Regions from separate parts of the Mus musculus genome. Here region 2 is linked to region 1. Evidence: chromatin contacts called from public HiChIP or PLAC-seq data. All regions are on one chromosome and are shown on one strand. The core of a region is the stretch at or near the end of the contact, and the rest is flanking DNA. Distances in the headings are between cores, read along the strand shown. Region 1 overlaps Zmat4 (zinc finger, matrin type 4). Region 2 holds the start of LOC115487055 (a small nucleolar RNA gene).

Evidence for each region. HiChIP or PLAC-seq counts read pairs in DNA pulled down with a chosen protein or histone mark.
Region 2: a contact with region 1 is called in an H3K27ac HiChIP or PLAC-seq map of VIP interneurons, with 3 times the contacts expected there. The contact joins two enhancer-like sites. A contact is called at or near these places in 1 of 484 Hi-C or Micro-C datasets (cerebellar granule neurons), 2 of 115 datasets of contacts at active chromatin or transcription factors (VIP interneurons and embryonic stem cells) and 1 of 9 other capture datasets (embryonic stem cells).

What each region holds. Positions count from the first base shown.
Region 1 is chr8:23,739,586-23,746,941 of GRCm38.p6, reverse strand. The region is part of intron 1 of Zmat4 (zinc finger, matrin type 4); the gene reads right to left. Among named protein-coding and RNA genes, the nearest start is that of Zmat4, 74 kb to the right of the region's middle. Within about 2 kb of position 6,056, at least 43 of the 459 cell types and tissues checked have an H3K27ac peak or open chromatin away from gene starts, as enhancers often do. A contact at or near this core is called in VIP interneurons, where this site is marked.
Region 2 is chr8:24,151,564-24,158,341 of GRCm38.p6, reverse strand. LOC115487055 (a small nucleolar RNA gene) reads right to left here and starts at 638; the gene lies at 499-638. Within about 2 kb of position 5,176, at least 18 of the 459 cell types and tissues checked have an H3K27ac peak or open chromatin away from gene starts, as enhancers often do. A contact at or near this core is called in VIP interneurons, where this site is marked.

The DNA of each region.
Region 1 (7,356 bases), core at 4,807-7,306:
TCTTCTGTTTTCACAAGATACCCACACTTGAACTTCTGAAGAAAAATCCTTTATGTCTTGTTCTCAGTCCTGCCCTTCCCCCATAACCTCGTGTCTTGTTTTCAGCATGGTCCATCTTCAAGAGCAGTACCAAGGAAGCAAAGAGGCCCCGGGAATGGTCTAACAGGGAAAAGCAGGCCCTACCAATAGTATAGCCTCGGTTGTAATCTTTATTCTCATCCCAGAATGAAAAATGGTGAAGATAACTTCTGAGTCCGGGGGAAGAAATGCAACAGAACATGAGAACTGTCTAATAGTAAGTGAGAACGTACGTCTTTAAGCCAAGTTCCTGTAAGTGGCTGCACTTAAGGATTATCATCTTCTCTGCTATTTTTAATAAAGAAGTGCATGAAGATAGATTCATGGGTGACCTGCTTAATAAGCATCTCTGCGCGCCCTGCACACTCCTTCCTCATCCTACGGCCAACTGCGGGAATCAGGCACCGTGAAAGGATGTTCAGGTGCAGGCTGGACTAAGCAGAGCGAGTGGGCGTCTGTGTCTCAGGGAAACAGCTGTGTGGCAGAAATAGCTTTAAAGGCAGAACACAGAATGTGTAGACTACCAAAAAAATCCCACAAGAAGAGAAAATATGGCTTTTCCCATCATCTTACGTAAGAATATTGATTTGAGCAAGTGTGCGTGCAATGGAACAGGCAATGAAGACCCTTGTGGGTCTGAGGCATGAGCGAAATACCTGAATACGGTAAGTGCTAGTGGGTGGCCACTGCTGGCCAAGCACCAGGCTGGCCCGAGTGAAGAATGCCTTCTGTGCAGGTCTCTCTAGACAAGGAGAAGATCCCATTCGTGACTCAAAGACTAGAATTCTTGAGATGGAAAGCTACCATCTGGTCCCCGCCTCTGGCTTATCTGAAGAGCTCTCAACTTCCCTGTCCTTCAGAACACAACAGGTAGGAAGAGAGAGAGAAAAGCAGAACAGACTCCCCTTCTTAGCCTTGTCCACTATGCCAGCTGGCCATGTCTCCTATAGCCATTGGGAGAGCAACAGAGCCATGGAGTCCTCCATAGGCAGAGCTACAATGTGAGGACTTCCCATCTGGAATGCATAAGGTCCTTGGGCATTCTGAGTAAAATGACAAGCATAATAGAATGGAAGCATCTAATTTCTTCTAACTGGAAAAAAAAAAAGTTTAATCTTTGCTGCTCAGCCAAGAGCACATATCAAAGGCACATCACAAAGCCATCACCAGGGACTCAAGTGACCTAAATTATTTCCAACATTCACCCAGAATGGTGCCATCCCCAGGAGACCCAGAGCAGAGGAGCAGGCCATATGTGAATCTGGTCGGATGACTTTGCTGTCCTAGGTTCATTCTAGGAGAACCAGGTATATGAAATTGACAGCACAACAGTATAAGAGTTGAATGCAGAATTGGGCAATACATATATATTCAAATTTCATATGAATTCAAAATTCAAATACATGAAATTTGAAAAGCAAGAGTGTGTGTGTGTCCCAGCAGCAGCCCCTCACTGTATATCCCTGGCTGGCCCAGAACTGTCTATGTAGACCAGGATTCCCTTAAATGTGCAAAGCATCTCTACCTCCCAGGTACCGGAATTAAAGGCATGTGCCACTATATAATAGTCACTGTGACACTACTGTGTGAGGAGCAGAGCAATGACAGTAGGCACAATCTTTGGTTCCAAATCCTCAAGGGGCAAGATAATGAGAAATACTGTGCACTAGCACACACACACACACACACACATACACACACACACACACACACACATACATACACACACACTCCAGTCTCTCAGAAAAAGAACTGAAAAAAAAAATTGGTAAAAAGTGCTAGCTTGCTTGAGATGACAAGATAGATTATCAGGGAACTCTCCAAGGAGGTTGGATGAAGACTGAATGATGGATAAGATAAGGATGGAGAGAAACACATCCAAACTCTAAATTGGTTTTTTCCCCTGGCGCGTGCACACACACACACACACACACACGCACACAAGACCTGCTTATCAATGGGCATAAGAATGCATGTGAGGGATTAACTGTGGACATTACAGAGTAAAATGGAAGCAAAGAGAGCTAAAAGATGGATGGAGGAGACCCAGAGGGATGGGGAGACTGTCAGGAGAACCTGACAACAGTCAAGTTCTAAGTGCATCTCAGGGGGCCCAGAGAGGCCTTTCCAGAGCTCTTGGATGCAGCTTTCTTCTGGCCTTCTTAACAGCAGGCTGAAACCATCATGGGCTCCACAAGAAGGACCAATACTGTTCTTTCCTCTCCATGAGTGACAGTGTGAAAAATCAAGGTGACTCAAGAGACCTTGAGAGCCCCGTGAGACTCCTGGGAGGAACAAGCCATTAGCTCCCACTCCAGTTTTGTGGCTCACCAGCCAGGTGTCCAGCCAGCTCAATGCTTTCTGTGCTCTGGTCTCTCCATGTGTGTAAAGGCAAGGGATGAGTCTCACCGGGATGCTGTAAGGATCAGTAGTAGGGTTGGTCAAACATCAGACCAGAGTGGCAGATGGCAGACCCTTAAGAAGTCAATATCCCGATCGTTGTTAGCAGTGTTACCAATTCTGAGGTGGTGCTTTGGGGTTAATACTGTAAATATTTAAGGAGAGAAATAAACAGAACCTCATTGGCAGCTGAGCAGGGATGAAGACCGACCCGGTGTGCTGAAATCATAGTTCCTTTTGACATTCTATGACCTGGACCATCCTCAGACAGCGAAGCACAACTGACAACCCCTCCTGCCAGCTTGGGGCCTGTGAAGACCCCACACTCCAGAAATGTCTACGGTCTATTTTTATCACTGGAAGTACCAAACCTCACTGGGGGAACTTGATTTGAATTTGTCTCCCCCTCTCCAATGTCTGTTCTTCCCCCCAGAGCCTGCTCCCTAGGGGCCACAGGAGGAAGCATACATACTTCAAGGTTTGGCAGCAAGCCATATGCACCAGCAATCTTAGTGCACATCTTATTGCTGTGGCTGATCCAAGATGTCTGAGTAGCCATGCTCCATTGGGGGTGGGGGGCATCAACCTCACCCCAGCTCTCTGAAGAAAGAAGCCCTGACGGTCTTCACTGTGTGGTCATCACTCTACCATTAGCTATGGAGGCCATCCAGGTGGTTAATAAGCCACCTTCCACCTACTTTCTCCTTTCAGTAGCCATTTAAGGCCAGGAATTAAGACTTGTGCCATTCCCAACCTAAGAGCCCCGCAGGTTTGGCTCAGGTCTGCACTGGACGGTTTGCAGGGGAAGGACACCTGGATGTTGGCTCTAAATTTACTTTTTATTCATAGTGCAGATGGATCTGAGTAAGACATTTTGGATTTTTATCAGAGACTTGGGAAACTTAGAAAACATACAGGGTTTGGGTTGGGGACTGGGGAAGGCGGGTATAGGGAGTGAGAAAGAAAGGTGACTGGCCCAGCACACCTTTTAGGGGATTGTTGTTTGTTTGCCTGCAATTATGATGAGGGCAGATGCAAATTTCAGACACAGCTGGCAGCTGTGAAATTATGTACATGTTTGCTTGGGCAGCTGTCCCAAATTTTGTATATTAGAACAAAAGTTTCTATGATTTATCACAACTAAAAGTAAATATTCTAAGTGAAGCCCACCTCTGTCATGCAGCTTCGGTCATGGGAACTTCGCCTTTAGAAGGTTACTCAAGACAGGAGCTGGGTGGCTTAGGAAGGGGCAAGGAAATGTGCTATGGCAGATGGCCTTACGGCCTCAGCCGTCAGTGTCGAGTTTTTCTTTCCATGATGGCCACAGGAAGACCTCACTTTCATAACATGCTCCTCCTGATACTTTGTGTAAAGATGCTTTTCAGTAAAGATTCTCTCAGGAGGGATGTGGCTGGGAGCTGGGAGGCAAGGTGCTGGAGTCCTTGCTCTCCAGGGAGCTTAGCTGTGTGACCTTGGGCAAGTCACCTAACCGCTCTGTGGTTCCATTTCCCTATTGTAAATGGGAGTAATACCTACCTCACAGGGTTGTTTGGGGGATTAATTAGAGAGGAAGTCCGTAAAGCATTTAAAAGGTTCTTAAAGAAGGCGCTATATAAATATAAAATAATATCTATTAAAGTTGAAAAAAAAGAGCCCTGCAGGTGTCACAGAGGCTGCTCTGTGATCTCTCCAAGTCCAGAGAGCCACCATGGCAGCTCCTCTAAGTGCATTCCTAACAGTACGTGATCCTTGCGAACTCTCCTGATCTGGAAGTAAAGATTTTGCCTGGGGCTTCCCCCTACACCAGCCCTTCGGAAAGCCTTATTTTCTCTGTGAAAACACTGAGACTTGGGGCTGACTAACTTGCCTGAAGGTTCCTGAGTCTCCAACATGACAGTCAGTGTTCCAGGCCAAGGATGAGTCTTCTGTCCACAGGGGCATCCCCTAGCTGGGCTGCCTTTCTCCGCTCTCTGTGTGCAGCTTAGTCTATGCCATGGTCCCTCTGTCCAGGACCATTAAAAAAAGTGTTTGAAAGCCCAGGACAGATGAGTTAAGGGGCCATTTCTGACCTCAGTGCCTAGACTTCCCTTTCTTGGCCTGATCAGAGCTATGACTTGCCACCATCTCATAGACGTTCTGCATCCATGTTTATATCCACAAGATTTCAGATATGGACACATGACAACCTTCAGATCAGGTACCCACTACTATTTTCAATTTAGCCTGACCCTTTGAGGAACTATGGCATTCCATGCCCAAGCCAACCAGGCCTTCTGATCCAGTCTGGCACCCTCACCCTCAACCCCACCCCCCACCCCCTCTCTCTGCCATATGCCCTTCCTGCCCACCATGAAATAACTAGGCTGCTCTCAGCATCTCTAGCCTCTGCTTCCCAGTATTCAACAGAGACAACCTGAGCTCTTATCTTCTGCAATGATCCCCTAAGAATGCTTTCAAATCAAATGCACCTTCCACATTTTACAATACCACCAAAGCAACTTACAAGTTTTTTGGTTTTGTTTTTTTCTGTTCTGGTTTATTGGTATTAAAACTATGCTCAGAAGCCAGGCGTGGTGGCTCACACCTTTAATCCCAGCACTTGGGAGGCAGAGGCAGACAGATTTCTGAGTTCGAGGCCAGCCTGGTCTACAAAGTGAGTTCCAGGACAGCCAGGGCTATACAGAGAAACCCTGTCTCAAAAAACAAAACAAAACAAAACAAAAAACAAAAAAAAACTATGCTCAGAAAGTCGGGGGGTGGGGGTGGGGGTTAGAATGAGGACTGGCCCATCTTCAAGACAAAACAAATAAGCTCTGGATTGTTCTGTTGTCCTTTTTGGCTTCTATCCCCTGACCCCTGATGCTATCTCCCATACTTTCTAGCTATGCCTGTTTTTCACCTCCTCCTCCTCCTTCTTCTTCCAGGTCTCTGTCACTAGAGCCTACTCCACTAGCTTACCTAGCAACAAAGACAAAAAGAATTGGAAGGCAGACCGGATGCTTCAAAATACAAGTCAACGTGCTCCTCTGTAACTCCTCAGGCACCCCAGAGCCTCTGATGATGGCTCTGTCCTGTCTCCACTGCATCTCCCTCCAAGCCAAGAGGATGATGCAGTGATGCAGGGCTGGTTGCCGTGGCAGCAGACTAAGCAGGGAAATGGGGAAAAAAAGCCAAAAACATTACTCCAAAAATGAAAGTAGGTTCCGAAATCCTGCCAGAGGACAGGGTCGCAAGCAGACTTCAGTAGGAGCAGAACACGTAAGGATGCCTGTGCTAGAATTTCAGTGTCATCCTCCTGCCCACGTTCCCCCATAAAAGATCTCCCATCGTGCCTTTGTGTAGGGTGAAGGTCAAAGATATGCTCATCTTGAAGAACCTTTGGGAGTCTGTGCTTCTCCAAATAACAGCCATCCTTCTGGCCAGGAGGCCTAATGTTCCAATAAAGGAATTTGGTGGTTCACACCCTCACCAGCCATCAACCAGCTACACCCACAAGTTCTGTTTCCTACCCTGAGCTGAGAGCGCCCTGTTTCTACCCCCACATTTTTCCCTTGCTCTGTGTTTGCTCAGCAGGAGCAAAACTGACTCACACCATTTGAGTAATTGCCCCTTAAGGGCGCCACTCTCTTCCCTTGTAAGACTAGGCTCTGTGGTTCCTGACTCACAGGCACGTGCCACTGCTGGGTACCCTGGCAATAGAACCACATCTGTCAGCTTCTCTCTTATGTACCCAGAACCACATCTGTCAGCCTCTCTCCTGTGTGCCCAGCCTGGCCCCAGTGGCATCTGGGAAGGAAGGCAGCATCAGACTGCCAGCTTGCAGGACAGTGGCACTCTGGCCAAACTCTGAGGCAAGCCACAGTGCTTGCAGCAGGTGCCTGGCTCACAGCCACTCCTCCTCTCAGGCTCCTTTCCCTTTGGATGGGCAAATTTGACCCACAGATCCCGCGTGTGGGATGTCAGCAGAATGGGTGCTGAGCAATGAGGCCACAGCTTCGGCCTTTCTCTGTAGTTCTTTGTAAGTCCCTCAGGAATCTCATGCCACTCACCAAATGTCATCAACCAAAGTCTCAGACATGTCACAGCCTGGTAGATTGCCCCTCTACTCGTTACTCGGATTTGATTGGGTATTGTCAACATGCCTAGCACTGCTTGGATTTCAAGGTTAGTGCACTGTTAATGAACTTCTAAGATTCTGATCTCATGGAGAATCATTCACCATACTACCCCTAAGGTTCTGGCCAAGGTGATGTCAATACTAGAAGTCCCCCTCCACCTAACAGTAAGACTGGGCTGTAAGCAAGTGCCAGAGGCAAAAAGGCCTGGTAGAGGGGGGAAAACCCTCTGTCTAGGCTTCTAGAAGATACTTACCATCAGTCTGGGGAAAAGCCTGGTGTGCCCAGTAGTAACAAATCTGTCTATGCCCAGATGATGGGCCTAGCAAGCTAATGAAACTATGATCAGGGAAAACTACGTTTGCTTCTGCAAGACACTGCTGAATAAACCCCAGTACCTTCATCAGTTGGGTGGACAAAGGGTAGAGATCTTGGGTTTTCAGTTCCTTTTCCATATCAAGTCAGAGTAAAACCAGAGCCAACACCACACAAGGAAGGACAGACAGAAATAATGAGACAGAAGGCTCCTATGCCCAGGAGGACAGCGAAGGTGGGGGAGGGAAAGTGAGAGATCGAAGCACAGCCCAGTTTGTCATTCATTAAATCAAATCAATGCCACACACATTTTAGAGAGTCAGACCCTACCCCCCATCCCCCCACCATTCAATTGAGGAAGCGATGGCACAGTGGTCAAGCATATACGCTGCACCTGGAGAGGGCCATGGGTTGACTTCCTAGCACCCATGTTGGTCAGCTCTCAACC
Region 2 (6,778 bases), core at 3,927-6,426, 410 kb before region 1:
CCCTCATTCTTCAATTTATTTACTTTAATTTTTCTATCTGCATGTACACCTGCCTACCAGAAGAGGGCATCACATCACATTACAGAAGGTTGTGAGCCACCATGTGGTTGCTGGGAATTGAACTCAGGACCTCCGCAAGAGCAGCCAATGCTCTTGAATGCTGAGCCATCTCTCCAGCTTCCATCTCTCTTCATAATGCTCCAATGGCTCCACTTCTCTTACTCTCCCATCTGACTACCACATACTCGCACCTTGTGGTGGCTTCCATTACAGGCTACTCTTGCAAATGACAGGCCCCTGGGTGACATCCTCCATCTGTTCTGTGTGGTGTGAAGGCAAGCAGGTGTCCATGGCCCACCTGTGCTCTGCAATGGAGGGCAGGTCTGTGGGGGACATGGTGATCCACAGGTCTCTGTCTTCCTCCTCCTGTGCCACACTGCCTAGATTTGATTTGATTTGATTTGATTTGATTTGATTTGATTTGATTTGATTTGATTTGTATGAGTTCTAAGCGTAAGACAGCTTTGGTCACCAAGACAGGCATCAAGCTAGGATGAGTTTGATCATCTGCTCTGCCCCTCACTGATATAAGAACACCACCACCAACAAGGTGTCTCTTTCCTCATAGCCTGGGGGCGTGTTGTGAGGGGTTGATGAACAAGTTGTTAAATTAGAGACTTGTCATCTAGCTGGTTCTCTCACTAATGAGTTCCAGGAATCTGGAACAGATGCTTATTTCGTGTCTGCATGACAGACATGGCTTTTATTTGGCTTTGGGGAAATCATGTTTGACACCTTCGGAGGCTCTGCTGAGGTTTCTACATGGCTTGCCTTCTATAACCGGCTACTCTCCTGAGCTCTGTAAGTCATGTGCCTTCCCACAGCACGGAGTACATTCTCAAAGGCAAACAGCCTGCTTTTGTTGCCCCTCCCCCATTCCTCTTTTCCCAGACTATTTAACCTTTGTTTCCACTTCTGAGCTGAGCTTCTAGATCAGGTGACATGTTCATGTCTATCTGATGTTGCCATTATTGCCAAGTGGTGGGAGAAGTCACTAGAGATCTCTGTACCCTGAGACAGTATAAAACCATGTCCTTAGGAAACATAACAGAACCATCTGCTTTGAGAATTTTTTTTTTTCTATTTCTTATATAGGTTTCTTCTTCAAGGTCACAACGGGTTTGTTCCTGTTTTTTCCGTATTACTCTGCCCTGAAGCTGACATCCTGAAGAAGCCCCAGATGGAGGTGCTGTGCGCTTCTGATGGAGAGAAAACAAGGCTTCTGGTCAACACATTCATATGTATCCAGACATCATACTAATCTACAGCGTGTGCTGATACATTGTACAGTCTGCCGAAACCACAAAGCTCTGTTCTGATTAGTTTATGGGCATTAGTGAGAGTGCATTTAAAGCTAATAGTTTCACAACTTCCTTACAATGAAGAACCCAACTTGCTAATATTTTATATGTCGTAGTCTTAGAACCAACAATGGTAACAACAGAAATGTCTTGAAGCTGCTCATTTGGAAGCTACATTAAAGAGATGAAAGGGCAATTTTTAATGGTCAGACGGCCAATACTTTTGCCTTTTGAGGCCGAGCATAATAAACTGAACAATGTTGCATTTTACTTTTTAAAGGGAAATTAAAACTGAGGCTTCAATTTTTTGAATTGAGAGGTTGACTGGCCTAACCTTCCTAAAAAACATTTTGTTTGTTTGGTTGGTTTTTGGTTTTTTTGTTTGTTTGTTTCTTGGTTTTGGGGATTATTTTATTTATTTATTTATTTTTGGTTTGCTTACTAAGGACTTATGTCACTCAGAGATGTTTTAGATCATGAAAAATAGAATGCTGGGGAAATGATTTGTACCGATGGTAATTGTGTACCAGTTTAAGCATAATCAACAAATCAGTTAGTTAATGATAAGTTCTTAATACATCACTTGACTTGCTTTATATGTAATGCTTGACTACCTGAATACTCACTAATTTCTTTGTATGACAGATTGCCACCAAATAAAGTATGTGTGTGCATCCTTAGCTTCTTATTTTGTTATGTGTCAGAGGGTTGGCTATACTTCTTAATGTTAACAAGTGTCCATTTTGCCACTTTAAGAAGGCAGAAGGTATATAAGTAAAATTGACCTATAAAGTCTAACCTATAGATGCAAAGAAGCCCTTCAAGTCCATTCACAAGCTAACCATAGTCATTTACCTCCTAGTCAGTGGTTTTCAACCTTCCTAATGCTGCAACCCTTTAATATAGCTCCTTAAGTTGGGGTGACCACCAACTGTAAAATTATCGTTGTTGCTACTTCATAGCTGTAATTTTGCTACTGCTGTGAATCATAGTGTAAATATCTGATATGCAGAATGGGGGCATGACCCACAGGTTGAGGAACACTATCCTAGGCCTTTCTGTGACATCCTCCATGCATGGGTGAACGTGTGAGTTAACATGAGAGCCTACTCAGAACAGTGAAAACATCAAGGTGCCATTTAGCATGAAAGCTAATGAGGTACTTTGGTTGGGCAAAGGAATGGTTTTGTTTAAAATTAAATAAATAATTTCATTGTTCTTATTGTTGTAAAATGTAAACTCTTAGAATTTTTTCAAAACCTCCTTTAATACGGGTTCTTGAACACTTCAACCTACTTTCCATCCCACCCACCTAAAGTAGGGGAGAAAGATGGTTAATAAGATGAATGGGATGTGGACCTGTAGTACCTGTGGATGTACTTTGGGGCAATTCCAAACACAGTTCAGTAGCAGCAGTCTAGTCCAATTGGCAAACATCAAACATGAATTAGTATCTGTGGCTCCCTCTAGGAGAAACCTCAAGGCTCTGCGGAATTGGCATGAGTCTGTAGAAGTGATAAGAAGCAGCCAGAATACCACGAAAAGTTCTTTGTTGCATTTCTTCTTTATGAAGTCATGACAAGAGAAGATCAGTGAAGATTATCGAAGTGTTGCAAGTCAAGCCAATGCAAGAGCATTGGTCACTGTCTGTTGGGTTTTACTTTCATTCTTTCCAAACATCACATGTCTTCTGCTTCAGCAAAACATCTCAGCTTCAAAAACAAAACAAAACAAAACAACAACAACAACAAACCATCATATGACACAACTGAGTTTCCAAAGAAACCAGAAATCTTTGTTTCACAAATGCAATTAACAAAGAACAAAGTACGTATTCCTTCGGGAGGGAGCTCTGCCTCAATTCCAGTATTGTTGAAAATGAGTCTGCAATAAGATGTGAGGATTCTCCTAAAGACGACACTCTTCTGATGACTTTATTCAAGGGCTTTTAAAAGATGAACAATCCATTTAGTATCAAATAGTACTGTGACGGGTAGGTTTATATCAACTAACACAAGCTAAAGTCATTTGAGAGGAGAAAACCTCAACTGAGAAAATGCCTCCATCAGTTCAGGTCCTAGGTGAGATTGTAGGGTATTTTTATTAATGAAGGAGGGTCCAGCCCATGGTGAGTGGAGCCATCCCTGACCTGGTGGTCATGGGTTCTATAAGTAGCAGGCTGAGCAAGTCATGAGGAGCAAGCCAGTAACCAGCACACCTCCAGTACCTCTGCATCAGCTCCTGCCTCCAGGTTCTTGCCTTATTTGATTTCCTGTCCTGATTGTCCTGTGATGAAAAGAGATATGGAAGTGCAAGCCAGATACATGACACCCCCACACACAAGTTGCTTTTGATCATGGTGTTTCATCATAGCAATAGAAACCCTGACTAAGACAATTATATTGATCCAAAGCCAGAACTCAATTTCCCTTGGCTAAAAATGATAACTTTGTCTCAGAATATTGATCTGTTTATATTTTTCCCCTTCCATGATATCTGATAAAAAGAAGCTGGAGTACATCCTAAGATTTAAAGTATACATCTGTCAGTGAAATGCTACTATTTGTGTAAATATGACTCCATTAGAAGACAGGCATACATAATCACCTTATATGCTGTCTGTAGAGTTGCCACAAACACCTCATGATCCTCCAGTTTTAAAATGTTTTCCATAAAGCCATTGACATAGGGTTTATTGTCCCTTTCTATAGGGAATGAGAAAAGTCCTGAGTGAATGTGTATTGTTTGACCTATGCATGGCCGTAGTAAGAATTTCAAAGCCTTAGCTCCATGGGAAATGACAAGGCCTTCCCCTGATTTTGGGGCATCTGTTTAAAGCATATGCAGGAAATGTCCATCATAGCTTTCTCCCCTTGGGTGTTTAGGCCCCTTAACAGAGACTGCTCCCACCCACATTATATATACCTGCCTCCCTTTTCAGCTGTATACAATAACCCCATGTCTTTGCTCATCTATTATATAATAACACTACTTCCCTGTTCAACTATCTATAATAAACACACTAAACAGGCAGCATGTTGACTGTTTTTCATTAGAGAGCCCAGTTCACCTAATTCCATCTTTTCTATGTGTGGTTTCCATGTTCACCCACTACCCAGTTAGGCCAATCCATGGAGCTACGCAGGGTGTGGCAAGTGACACCTGCACAAGGACATGAACTGTGGGACTCAAATACCTGACTGTGGGAAACTCTCACTGGTCAAAAGAGGGAACACTCCCAAGAGAAACATGAAAATAAAGGAAAAAGCAAATGATAAAAATGAACACAAATGAGATATGTGGAATTCTAAGCGTGAAGTACAAGCCACAGGACAAGTAGAGACAGGGAGTTATCTGTGGCGATTTGGGTGAGATTTAGATAGAGCGTGAAAGTGGGCTGCAGACAAGACAGCTTCATCAGTTAGTTCTTGGGCTGTGTTTGGGATGTGTGTCTGTGGTTTCTGTGGACGGGAAGGATGACTTTGGTTCCCAGGAAAATGAATGAATAAGTAAATAAATGGAGAGGAAGGGCTAGATACTCAGCCAAGGGACCAGAGCTTGTTCCCATGTTTGCTTTAGGTTTAACTGTGTTTATGTTACATCTGACAAAGCCAAGCAGCTGGCAGGTGATAGACGCATGGGCATGGAGCTCTGGGTGGGCAGTGGGCCTGCCTGATTGGTCACTTGCCTGGGCCACACTGCAGCTTGGTGAGTTGATCCTTTTCCTTTGTGTCTGGTGCTGCTGTGTATTTAAATGCTAAATAGGGCATCCCAAGTTCTGCCTGCCCCAAAACGAGTGAATTCAGATGTATACAGGCTTTTGTTATGTAAAACCTTGCTCCCTAATTATCCCTGGTTGGCTAATAAAGATGCCTATATCCTGGGATGGGCAGAAGAGAAGTCAGCAGAGCTTCAGTTCCTGGGCTTGGAGTCTGAGGTAGGGACCACCACAAGGGGAGGCCGGGAGGAGGGGGGAGGAAGGAGGAAGGAGGAAGAAGGAAGGAGGAAGACACCATAGGGTAGTATGGACCATGAGCACATGGCCATGAGGGCCATGAGCTTAGGAGCAGCACAAATGGAACAGATGCAAGCATTTATGGGGATTTAGGCAGGAAAGCAGACAAGATAGCTTAGAGGGTTGATATCTGCCCAGCTGTAGTGCTATAAGCCTTATTACAAAAGTAAAAGGTCACTGTGTCTTTTATTTGGGAACTAGACGGTCTGATGTGGGGTAGAAACCCCTAATTGACATTTGAAGGCAGCAAGGGGGGTGTAGGAAACCCTCAGAATAATAATAACCACAACACTAATGGCTGCACTGGCAGTCTGTGTCAAAAAATACATATTCACTCAGAACTTCACCTGCTCCCTGCATCCTCCTTTCTTATTTCGTTCATGTTTAGGATGGAGCCTTACACTTATCCCAGGGTTCATGCTCAATGCCACACTTAAGGATAAGAATGTAGATCACGGCAGCTGTTACAAGCAAGAGAAATGCAAGGCATGTTTTAGCAAGTGGAGGGATTGAAGCTCACCAAGGATCATTTTTGCAGTATTTTCCAGAGAAACAGGATGTGATCTGAAGCCTTTTGCATTTCTAGTTTGGGCTGACTTAACTGAGCCACATCCGTGCTGTCATTATTGTAGGGCCAAGCACCCAGGAGGCGGGTCCCAGTTAATTCCCAATTATGTCTGCTCTCATTTAAAGGGGCTGCTGTCATGGGCATGTGCTAGTTAATCCCGGTGACATATTAAATTCTGTCTATATTGTAGGGCTGAAACCTAACCCAATTATTTGAACAGACACTATTGGGACTACAAATAGTTAGAAAAAATGCTCTGCCCCCAGAATAGAGGAAGTCATTGGTATACAAAGGTATGGAAGCCTTTCTCAAACTGTGGGCTGTGACCTCATTGGGGCTCAAATGATCCTTTCATGGGGTCTTCTAAGATCATCAGAAAACACAGATATTTATACTATGATTCATAACAGTAGCAAAATTACAGCTATGCAATAGCAACGAAAATAATTGTGTGGTTGGGGGTCACCACAACATGAGGAATAGATGAAGCACTGAGGTGTGGGGAAATGTGACCAAGCCACTGGATAGACGTGCATAGGTGTCTCTCCTTGATCAGTCTTACCTGCTTATATACAATTACCAAACACTTCATAAAAGTAACTGGTTGTTTCTTTTTTTTTGAGGGTCACATTGTTCAAAAAAGAGTAGCATTTACATCTGCCAAGACTTGTGCCTTTGGCTGTGTGCCTACTGAGGCACGCCACAGTAGCTATAGCACCACCTGATCTTGGCTCTTCCATGTCTATGTATCTGTCCAGTGGTCAGTCTATTGCTATCCCTAGTCATGGTTCATGCCCATTTCAAGGCTTGGCACCTTGCCTTAAAGCTGCTGGC